Linked DNA regions of Mus musculus: all the other regions are linked to region 1. A link is a contact called in public HiChIP or PLAC-seq data. All regions are on one chromosome and are shown on one strand. Each heading gives the region's core, a stretch centred on a gene start, on an enhancer-like site or on the middle of the called end of the contact. The rest is flanking DNA. Distances are from core to core; before and after follow the strand shown.

What was found. HiChIP or PLAC-seq counts read pairs in DNA pulled down with a chosen protein or histone mark.
Region 2: an H3K27ac HiChIP or PLAC-seq map of stem cell-derived neural progenitor cells shows a contact between it and region 1, with 11 times the contacts expected there. The contact joins two enhancer-like sites. A contact is called at or near these places in 2 of 15 datasets of contacts at CTCF or cohesin (the NIH/3T3 cell line and large pre-B cells), 3 of 484 Hi-C or Micro-C datasets (bone marrow-derived macrophages, cochlea and nephron progenitors), 4 of 115 datasets of contacts at active chromatin or transcription factors (differentiating embryonic stem cells, embryonic basal ganglia, oligodendrocyte precursor cells and 1 more) and 1 of 9 other capture datasets (embryonic stem cells).
Region 3: a contact with region 1 is called in an H3K4me3 HiChIP or PLAC-seq map of embryonic basal ganglia, with 4 times the contacts expected there. The contact joins two enhancer-like sites. A contact is called at or near these places in 1 of 484 Hi-C or Micro-C datasets (bone marrow-derived macrophages), 1 of 115 datasets of contacts at active chromatin or transcription factors (embryonic basal ganglia) and 1 of 9 other capture datasets (macrophages).

Annotation. Positions count from the first base shown.
Region 1 is chr1:63,818,992-63,822,812 of GRCm38.p6, forward strand. No RefSeq gene overlaps it. Among named protein-coding and RNA genes, the nearest start is that of 4933402D24Rik, 52 kb to the left of the region's middle. Within about 2 kb of position 1,815, at least 50 of the 459 cell types and tissues checked have an H3K27ac peak or open chromatin away from gene starts, as enhancers often do. A contact at or near this core is called in embryonic basal ganglia, oligodendrocyte precursor cells and stem cell-derived neural progenitor cells, where this site is marked.
Region 2 is chr1:64,444,484-64,448,304 of GRCm38.p6, forward strand. No RefSeq gene overlaps it. Among named protein-coding and RNA genes, the nearest start is that of Gm36148, 70 kb to the right of the region's middle. Within about 2 kb of position 1,743, at least 161 of the 459 cell types and tissues checked have an H3K27ac peak or open chromatin away from gene starts, as enhancers often do. A contact at or near this core is called in embryonic basal ganglia, oligodendrocyte precursor cells and stem cell-derived neural progenitor cells, where this site is marked.
Region 3 is chr1:64,407,427-64,411,247 of GRCm38.p6, forward strand. No RefSeq gene overlaps it. Among named protein-coding and RNA genes, the nearest start is that of Gm36148, 110 kb to the right of the region's middle. Within about 2 kb of position 1,950, at least 23 of the 459 cell types and tissues checked have an H3K27ac peak or open chromatin away from gene starts, as enhancers often do. A contact at or near this core is called in embryonic basal ganglia, where this site is marked.

The DNA of each region.
Region 1 (3,821 bases), core at 565-3,064:
AGTTAAAGTACACATTCTTCATGTGGCATTCTGACTGCTAACAGATTCTATATTAGGAGTTTGACATCCTCTCAAATAGTGTACATATAGATTCCCATTTTCCTTGGGAGGAAGTCAATGCTGAATACAAACATGTATTTGTGTGATTGTATTTGTGTTTGTGATTCTCAGAAGACTCAAGAACACTCTTCTTTATTTTTATTTTTATTTTTATTTTTGATGATTGATTTTTTTATTAAGGCATTTTTTATTAGATATTTTCTTCATTTACATTTCAAATGCTATCCCCAAATCCCCCTATACCCTCCCTGTGCCCTGCTCCCCAACCCACCCACTCCTGCTTCCTGGCCCCGGCATTAGCAACACTCTTCTAAGTGTTCCTGGTTACCCATCCTCTTGAGTAGAGTTGTCCACATTGACTTAATACATAAATGCTACACATGAGAAATATTCCTATGCTCTATTTTAGACTGTATATTGCTGATGACAGGACAAACAGGGATTATCATATTTAGTGAAGTACAGGGAAATAAATGTGACCACTAATTAGGGCCCAGCTTATGGTGCTGTTACAGAGAACAATTTGTGAGCTTAAATTCTATTCAATATCGTGATCACATATATCATTAAGGGAAGATGATGGCTGAGCTGGGCTCTTTGTTAGTCCGTAAAATGAAAACATTCTCTAAAAGTTAAAACCTCCTATCTGCTGACAGGCACTAATGGCTCTGGGGCTGACGTGTTAGCTTAGTTCAAGTATTTCATAGATGATTAGAGTTAATGAGCAAAGTGTAAGCAGGACTCGACTTAATGAATGTGCTAATTGTTTTTCTTGCTGCAAATATTAGTGCTTCTTTTAACCATAATATACAGAAGATTAGGAGCCAATTCATTATACTTTGTCTAATGAGTTATATTTATACGATATAATGGCATTGTTAAATTCACACAGTACCCTTCTTAATATTCACAGCACTTTACTAGCGTGTGCTATTTTAAGCTCAAAGCAGTCCTTTGTCAGTCGGGAAGGCAGGAATAACTGTGCCTATTTTACCCTGCTTGTTATGAGCCCAGACTCTGAATTCACACTGCCTCGGTTGGAGAACCAGCTCAGCTTGCCTACCAACTGTGTGACCTCTGAAAAGCTCCTGAACTCTCCGTGTCTCCATTGTCTCACTCGCAGAGAAGGTGGGGCTGGTAGCCGTGTTGTGGACTATTGAAGGATTTGGTGAATTGAAGCCTGTGAAGCATTTAAACTCTTCCTGGGAACAGCCTAGCCCTATAAGCATATAGGCATTATTTTCGATTACAGACATCCTTCTGTTCTCCATTCCCCATATAGCACCCAGAACACTCTTTGAAGACTGAGAGACCCTCAGATCCCCTGGCTGTTTGAAACACCTGGGCACATCCTGTAGCAAGGGAAATGAAATCCATATATTGACTTGGGCAAGTGTAATCTGGCCCCACTTAATCCTAAAAGTTACCTCTTTTACCCATTCCTGGATCTGATCTGTTTCTCCAACAGCCATAGCTCATTCCTGGCTCTGACTCCCCTATCTCTCAGGAGCCTCTCAGTCATTGTGGCAGCTGAAGGTAGATTCTGGAACACAGGCCTCGTCTCACTTGTACTTGGCTCTTGCCTCTCCTCCCCCTGCCCCCACCCCTCACCCCCAGCTCTGTTAAATAAAAAGTGTGAGTTCTTGTGAACCCCAGGGCTAAGGCCACATTAACTATCAGCTTGTTTTACTCCATTTTGTTCACAGCACATAGCACACAGATAGAAGCAGCTGTGTGCACAGGAGCTCTGATCTGAATACATTTGTAGTGGTGCCTGTCTCAGACTTTCCCCAGCTTTTACGGTGACTCTCATATGCTCACTTAGCCAATAGTTCTTCCAAGTTCAGTGCGTTCCAGGGTTGCCTCTGGGTGTTTTGATTCACCAGTAGGAAGAATCTCTTGGGGTGCTGATATTCAGGTTGGAACAACATTCAGCTCCTGGAAGCTTAGTGAGGAGAGTTGTGGGTATTACAAACAGCAGGTGCCAATCTTCTGTACCGAGGAAACAGCTGCAGAGCTTATTTGAGTGACTGGTGGTGGGGTGGGGGTTGGAATGGCTCAACTAGGGCTGGTGAGCAGGAAAGCATTTAAGTTGATACCAAAGAAGAGTAAGGGTCTGATCAGGCATCTCTCTCTCTCTCTCTCTCTCTCTCATTTTTGTACTAGGGAGAGCAGGTTACAGTCTGGGCTCAGCGCAGGGCTGCAGGGAAGGGGTGAGGATGAACTCTGTGGGGCTTTGTGCAGGGGAGGGACACAATGTGGAGGGAACAGGGATGTCACAGTAAGAGGCATTCTGTCCTTTTGCTGTCTTCTGGGAGTACCCTCAAGTGTTCTATTTAAAGCACGTTGTCATCTATCAAACAAATGAATTATCCTTAGGTGTCCAGTAGGCATTGGCTACAGGACCCCCACAGATAACAAATCAAGCCCCTTATATGAAGTAGCCTGCTGTTTCCATATAGCCAGCGGCATCCTCTCATGTCCAGGTTACTCATAATGCTGGGTACAACATAAACCTACTTAAACAGAATGTACGGTTTAGGGAACAATGACAAGAATGGCCTCTAAATATTCAGTACAGATGCACTTTGAGAAATATTTTCAAGCTGCAGTTGGTTGAATCTGTGACTGTGGAATTAAGAGATACAGAGGGCCATCAACTGTAAGGTGTCTCCTTTAATTCCCAACTTGGAAGGAAATTTTCCAAGCTCACAGTGCCTGCCTAGATAGCAGCTGAGACATTTCTTGTGAAGTATAATTCCATGTTCTGTGTCACTCATTCACTGACCCAACCCAGCTGAGGACCAGGATGGACAGAAGGCAGGCTGGCCAGCACTTAGTGGCCCTGCTCTGCCAAGCAAGGTTAACGATGGCTAAGAAATTACTCATAGTAAGCTTTATCATTTGTCATAGCCACAATAGCAGATGATAGCACTACTGGAAGTTGCTGCAGAGAAAATTGTCCCAATCCTTCAGAAGTCATGAGAGAAGAGTTATGAATTAGAGTCAGAAGTGAGAAGAATGTATTAGCAAGCATGAAACCCGAACACTACCCTGAACACACTGGTCAAGAGAAGCAGTGACCGAGGCAGAGATGAGGACCTCCAGCCTGGTGGAGTTTGGTCATTGGATGGTGTGATATGCATCACTGTCACCCACTTGAAGCTGTTTTGAGCAAGGCTTGGGTGAACTGCTGTTCCTGGGCTCTTTCTCATGTTGGTTTAACTTCTTCCCTACCCATCAGTACTTGGAGTAGACCAATACTTGGCCAAAGGCAAGGCTGACCACTGTACACCATTTAGCAATATCTTGCTTACAAGAATTCTTCTACATCTTCAGACATATGTCTGAATCATTCAACAGTGCTTTGTCATAGTTTCACTCTGGTTAGATGCTCTCATCTGCAGCAGAAACGCCAGTACAGGTTCCCTTTCATAGACAGGCATAACATCAAAACAGGGTAGCAGCCAATGACAGATAGTTACTGTGAAACAGCAAACTGCCCACCTATAGTAGAATTTCTAATTCACTGAATTACGCACTTACGATTTATGAAATTTTGCTGTATGTAGAATGGAATTTAAAACATGTTTTCTAAAGGATGCAGAGATGCATTACTTCTATGCTTGACTTATTAGCAATTCATAACTTTTATGAAAGAATCCCAGACGCTTAGAAGGCATATGAAGGCCTTTCTTCAAGCTCCCTCATAGCCTATTTTATTCCATTATCTCCTAAAATGTAGTAGTTTGGCTCCACTC
Region 2 (3,821 bases), core at 493-2,992, 630 kb after region 1:
GAAATGGAAATGGGCCAAAGCTTGAGTAAGGTCAGAGCTCAGTGACGCCTGCACTGGGTGTCCCAGAAGACTGGGGCACTTGTACTGTGTGCACACTATCTGCACAGGCTCAATTAATGTGTTAGCATTGGTGGGGGAGGGCTCTCTCTCTCTCTCCCTCCCTCCCTACTTTTCCCTCTCCTTCTCTCCTGCCTCCTTCCTCACCTCCCCACTCTGTCCTCTACCTTACCTCCCCTCCCCTCCCCTCTCTAATTCCTTCATAAAGCCTCTCCCTGCCCTGATCTACCTTCCTAGAAGGAGGAGGGAATGGTTCGACTGCCTAGTCTTTCTGGCCCTCTTTGATTTGAAGGAAACTGGAGAACAGTGAAAATACATCAAGTTCCAGAAAGGGGGAAAAAAATCACACACACACTCTCACATATACTCACACACTCTCACATATATTCACACACTCTCATACAGACACAATCACACATACTCATACACACTCACTACTCTCTCTCTCACACACACACACACACACACACACACACACACACACACACTGTATCATGCTAAGTTAAGAATGGATCTCGCTAACAGACGTGACAGACTAATGGTATTGGTATGGGTGAATTGCTGGATAGAGCATCACAGGAAAATTATGAATGAAAAGTGAAGGCGATCCATAAGTTATGGACATGGTGGGTTGGGTGATGATTCAGAGGCCTAGACTCCTGTCACCTGGTGACACGCATGGGACCATGTGCCCTAGGGTGGGCCATACAGCCACTCTTGCAGTTTCAAGGACCATGGACACCAGCTGGGCTAAGTTAAAGGTACTTCTAGTTTGTTTGTCCCAAATGTAGCCAAGATCACACATCCAAGGACGACGTCTCCATATTTATGTTCTGCTGGCTTTCCTCCTGTCACCTCATCCTATCTTTACACTTGGGGAGGGCTAGAGAGAGAGGGGTGACCCGAAGTGGCAGTTGACAGACAGACATGGTGTGCTCAGTGACTCCCCAAACTCATGAGCCACGGAGAGAAGACTAGAGCAGACCCATTGATGTGTGCCAAGCCTTCCTGCACAGCACAGCGGGCTGAAGGCCCAGAGGCCACGATAGCCTGTTCCCTTCGTCCTTGGCAGCCATGTTTTCCTTTCTGACAGGCTCCTCTTGGCTGGTACCCTGTTTGAGACCCTAGGTCCTAACTGGCTGCCTCGCTCATAAACAGGTGTCAGCCAATGGCTTACCCTTTGCACCCAGTTCTGGCGGAGGATTCACTCACACCGCCCAGAGTCCCTTCAAATAACAAGAATCTTTAGAAATAAGATGTTTTAAGAAAGCCTGTACTAAAACATCACAATCCGACACAGCGATTTGGCCTCGCTGGCTGTCTTCTTCTGGTTTTAGTTCACAGGATTAAATTGGAAGGTCAGAATCTTCCCTTGTCTGCAGACTAGATGGGATTTCTCTCCTTACAATGGGGCTGGGAACCGGCTCCTCTGAGCACATTTACATTACTCCTGCTAACACATTTTGAGGTTCTCTGGCTGCCACGCTACGTGAAACAGGTCAAGTCTGGGAGGGAGAAGGGGGCTTTCCCTTCCTGTGACCTCAGGACTGATTTAATTAAGCCTCTCCTCCATCCCCGATTTATAGTCTGCAAAGTGTCCTCGCAGAGGCCCTCTGATGTGCTCTGCCTCTCAATGAGCAGATAGGCAGTGACAGGGCCGCGCCATTCTGAGCGGCTGCTGCCCCCACGAGAGCACTTGGAACAAGCGCAGCCTCTGCAGCCCTCGATCCAAGCCTCCTTTGGTAACACCAGACGTGGGTGAAAGCTTCGAAGCTCTCCTGGCTCCCTTAGGCACAAAGCTTTCTCCTGAGACTCCTACTGTGAGGAGGAAATAACATTTGGAACCCTTCTCAGAAATCGGATTTCTTCTCTAGATTGAAAATGAAAATAAGAAAAGCCTTCACGTATCTGGATAGGAAGACAGACAGAGCTAAGAAAGGAGGAAAGGGAGGGAGGGAGGGAGGGAGGGAGGGAGGGAGGGAGGGAGGGAGGGAGGGAGGGAGGGAGGGGGGAGGGAGGGAGGGAGGGAGAGAGAGAGAGAGATCCCCAGGGCCTTCCCCTGTTGCCCATCAGGCTGCAGCTGTCCTTCACAGTTTAACAGCCCTGCCCTTTCAACCTGCCACCTAGGAATGAATGAAACCAAATGTCCCATAGGACATGGCCCCTCCCGGCCCCTCAAAGACTTCTCCCTGAAGATGAAATCTGACAAAAGAAACAAATTAGATTAAAATGTGGTACCAAGGGCTTTGCGTTGCTCAGATAAGAGAATCTGCAGAGTCCTTAGGACCCAGAGCGGTCAGTCCTGTTATACAGTTTGCGGTGGGGAAGAGTTCAGCTGACTTCTACCCACAGCTGTTCTTGCGCACCACCTCTCAGGCTTCACTGTCCTTGGCTTCAGATGGGGAGGAGCCAGTGGGGAAGGGAAGAAGAGCCTAGAACTGGCCCTAGGGACCAGACAAGTAATGTGAATAAAGAAACTGGCCATGTGACTTTTATATAAGTTAGGCTTTTATATAAGTTCTCCAGATTTTTAAATGTCTACCTCTCAATTTAAGAAAAGCACTCTCCCTGCAATATTTATATTGTGCACTTTCTAGACAGCAGGCCCACTAAGAACCATATGAAGTAAATGCTGGTATTGCTTCCTGTTCCCTAAAGAAGAGCAGTGTAGTAACACCTGCCTTACCTCAGAAGGCAGCCAGCCACCGGCCTGCATCTGTCCACTGCACTGGACTGCCTAAGGGCTTCACCTGGGGAGACAGCTCAGACTGGGAAATTGCTTACCAGAGAGACAAGCAAGAATGCCAGAATTCAACCTCCAGAACCCATATAAAAAGCAGGAACCTTTATGAAGACCAAGCTACACATCTGCTACATATGTACAGGGAGGTGTAGGTCCAGCCCCTGTATGTTCTTTGTTGAGTGGTTCATATCCCAAAAGCTGTTGCCTGTGTGTGGGATATATTCTTCTGGCTGGGCCACCTCAGTGGGAGAGGAAGTGCCTAGCCTCACAGAGACTTTAAGTTCCAGGGTGGTGGGGATACCCAGGGGCCTTACTCACTGCTCAGAGGAGAAGGGGGAAAGGATTGTACGAGGAGGGACTAAGGCAGTGAGCAGGATGTAAAGTGACTAAGTAAAAAAGAAATCAAGAACATTGAAAAAGAAAAAACAAGGACCTTGTTTACAGTCTTAGTGCTAGAGAACTTACATACATACATACATACATACATACATAGGTAGATGAAAGATAGATAGACATATATACAGATACATATATACCACATACATACATGTATAGACAGACAGACAGATGCCAAGGTGGGAAATGTCAAACAACACCCAAGATTGACTTCTATGTGCATAACACCTACACCCTCATCCATGAGTGTGCGTGCACTCACACACAGACACACACACATATGGCTGGATCATAAAAGAGCGTTATCATATTCTTAAAACAAATAATAAAGCTACAGACATTGTCTGCAGAATATGAAAGAAGCTTGCTTGGAAAAGAGAAAAAAACACAGTGGGGGAGGAAAATAGATGTTGTTATATAGACAGAATTAGACTTGTCCTAATGGTGAGCCAGACCTAGAGACCTAAGTTCCTTATTGAAAAGAATGCAAATGTAAGCATAAATAATGCTGCTGCTAATATTTTTTTTCCCACGTATTTGAAACCAAATGGTGGCTAAGCCATACAACCTTGGCATTGGCCTGTGATTCAGATTTGTGTAGACAATGCTGCCCTCTCGTGGTCAA
Region 3 (3,821 bases), core at 700-3,199, 590 kb after region 1:
ATGAAGCACTCTGACTTGAGAACCTACTGTGTGACATACCAGAAACCCAAATGACACGTACTATCTTACTATATAAGCAGCAGAAAATGACTCATCTCTCTATCCCCTTATCCCTTCCTACCCTCACCAGGAGATGACTTCATCTCAGTTACTCAAAGTGATATTACAAGAAGCCGCAAAAAAGACAAAAGTTTGTCCTACAGATGCTCTCCTTAGAAGAATCTAGAATCTTCATGCTTAAGCCATGGAGAAGTGAAGAGTCAGCATCTGCATCTTTCCCAATGTCCCCCCATTTTCACCTGCTAAAATGAAGATGGGGCAAGGGGTTCTCCAACCTTGGACAAAACTTGTAATAACACAGCACTTGGCAGAGGCAGAGGCAGAGGCAGAGGCAGAGGCAGAGGCAGAGGCAGAGGCAGAGGCAGAGGCAGAGGCAGAGGCAGAGGCAGAGGCAGAGGCAGAGGCAGAGAGGCAGAGGCAGGTGGATTTCTGAGTTCGAGGCCAGCCTGGTCTACAGAGTGAGTCCCAGGACAGCCAGGGCTACACAGAGAAACCCTGTCTCGAAAACAAAACAAAACAAAAACAAACAAACAAACAACAAAAAAAAACCTTGTATATTGCAAATGGAGCCAGGACATAGAGGGGTGGATCATAAAGGCAGGAAAGGGGTATGTGAAATAAAATGTTGCTTGGATATTCATCAAAAGCTGGCATAAGAGACCTAAAGAGAACTTGATAGAGAACTTTTGCACGTCACTCTAGACTTTTGGATGCCAGTGGCCAGCTTTGGCTGAGTGCTGCTACACTCACACAGTTTCTCAAAGCTTCTTGGAGGTTTCTAGGTTATATGGTCTTTGCTGAAAATTACAAAATCCAAAAGAAGCAGCTGAAGACCAGGAAAGGGAAGTAACTTACAGCCAAGTACATAAAGCTCCCTAACGAGAGAGCAGAGCCAAGACTCCAGCCTTGTACTACCTGACTCCAGAGCCTGTGTTGTGGTTCTCATCACACACAAGCCTCACCAGTTCAAATCTGCTGTCCTTTCTCCATAATCTGCACCAATCACTTTATGTAGTTTTGTGTATATGAACATGGTCAACATCAGTAGTCACTCTGCTTTATATTTCGAGACAATGGAGCTTGCTGATTCTTCTAGTCTGGCTGGCCAGCAAGCCTCAGGGACTGTGCCTCCCTCCCACTTTGGGATTCGAGCTGTACACCCATGTACCTGGCCTTTCTTACCTTGAATTCTGACATCCAAAAAGGCCCTCCAGCTTGCACAGCAAACAGTTTACTGACTGAGCCAACTCCCCTGCCCTTTTTATATATTTTCATATCATACACGTACTGTATAAAAAGTCAATAGAATCCATTGCATTTAGGCAGTTCTTTGGGCTGATAGTGCACATATTCAGCTACCTCTGGGCTTATAGTATATGAATAACTATTCGCTCTACAATCTATTCAATGTTCCTGAGTTCCTACACCAAGCCAAGCATTGTGCTGCATGCCTCAGAAAGTCACAGCCCACTGGAAGAGATCCCATTAAAATGAAAATAAGCGCTTGGTTTCCCGTGGTACAGTAAGGCATAACCAAGAGATTAGAGCTTGCTTATTGAGCTGCAATCCAAAACCACATTATTGAGCTATAATTTCCTATTTGATTGACATGAAAGGACTGAGCAACTGGCCCAAGGTCAAGTCTCCAGTCAGTAGCAGTTCATTTCACTTATTTTATTGTCTCTGACATACCATGTTCTCAAGATCTGCTCTCTCTTAATAGTCTTATGTAATGTTCAAAACATATTTTATGTTTTACAGACATTTTAAAAAATTTAAGGCCAAAGAAGCAAATGTGTCAGCATTCATGTTGGGCTAGAACACATTTTGGCTGCCAACTCTCAGGACAGCAGAGCTCCTCCAAGGTCTGGCTTCCCCCCAAGCCTGTTTCCAGGCTATGGAAGCCGTTAATTCTGCCCTAAATGCATGCTGTCTCCTCATCTCCTCTGTAGCCTTCTAGCTGGGCTGAGACTTAATTGGTTTGGGTTGGATAATTCATAGTGCCTCATTAGGGCATCAAAACACATACTAGGCTCTCTAGTAATTTTCTCCCCTGAAAGAACATTGATTGGCTCCTTCACTGGGAAAAGAATTAGCTAAAGGATTCTTGGGTTTGTGAAGAAAAAAAAAAAAAAAAGAGAGAAAGAGAAAAGAAAGAGTCCACAACAGATAATTTCAAAGTGTATTGTGCAATCAGATTTCTTTGAGGCTATCTGTCGATCAGGTACCTCTGCTCTTGCAAAAGATAAAAATTAAAAAAAAAAAAATTCTCAAACCACACCAAGGGTAGCTACCAGTTAACTTGCAGAATTTATAGAAAAACTGGCTGTTCTAAAGTTCCCACTTGCTGGCTTCCCACTGTTTTCTCTTGCCTGGAGATACTCTTTATTAACACACTAAGAGGGAAACCCTGAAAGATGGCTTCTTTGCACATCTGACCGGCTGGCTACTCCACCTCCCACTCTCCCACTGTAACAGGTTAGGGCAGTGTCCCCTCCCCTCCCACTCCTCCTTAAGCAAGAAAGCATGCTAACTGTGAATACCTATGGTTCTTGGCTCTGCTGCTTCTCTGACTACGAGAGCCCACTTCGGATGGATGGATGGATGTTCTGCAGCAGGCAGAGGGATTGTGCAACCAAATAGCCCAGCTCCAGCCAGGTGTGGTGATACATACCTATAATTGCAGCACTCAGGACACTGAAGCAAGAGGATCTTCAAGGTGAGCCTGTACTACTTGAGTCTTAGGTTAGCCTCAGAAATGTACAAAGACTCTGTCTCACAAAAGAAAAAAACAAACAAACATTTCTTCTTTCTCACCTCTGAGTTGGAATAAGCCTGAGCTATGTATGGGTTTTGTTTTGGACTTTTAAAGACTTATTTATTTTATTTTATGGGCATGGGTATTTTGCCTGCATGCACATTTATGTGTACCATGTATATGCCTGGTGCCATACATGATCCCCTAGAACTGGAGTTACAGATAATGTGAGCTACCATATGGGTGCTAAAAATTGAACACAGGGCCTCTAGAGGTACAGTAAGTGCTCTTAAACACTGAGCCACCTCTCCAGCCCCTGACTTGTGTCTTACCCTCTCTCCCAGAGAGTCTAGGAAGAATGAATAAGAACATCTGGGTAATGTAATCTTTGTTAGCCTCCTCTTCTTCCTTATCCCATTTCCCAATTCCATTATGAGGATTTCTTGTCGCCTCCAAAATATGATGCTTCCATTTTACCCTCCCCCTCCCCCACCCCTTATCCCAGAGGAGCCTAAAGAAAAACATAGTTCAGTCAACCTTTAATCTTCACTGGAGCTTGGTCTTAGCCCTCAAGGTCACTCAACTTCCCATCATTACTGCGATCCGGAAACCTCTATCGTTAGGTCTGGGGGCCAATGACATGGACTTACCAAAAGTCTTAGTTCATCAAGCTTTAAAGACCTTCATCAGATGGCACTTATTATAAAAGAAGAAAAAAGGGAGACCTACCAACTTGGCCCAAGGACTTCAAACTGGTATTCATAGGAGAAAAAAAAATGTTTAGGGGAAACACTCAGTGATGATTCAGTTTGTCTTCCACATGATCTTATGCAAGACATCCTCATGCCACTGGGAGGGTCTTTTGAAGGTTCTCTAGTGTAGAATGGTGGGGCTGAGGGACAGGAGAACAATGAGACAGAAATAGTGATAAATCAATCAGGATAAATTCAGCAAGTGCTTCTTACAGACACCAAGAAGAACAAGACAAAGATTTGCTGTAGCT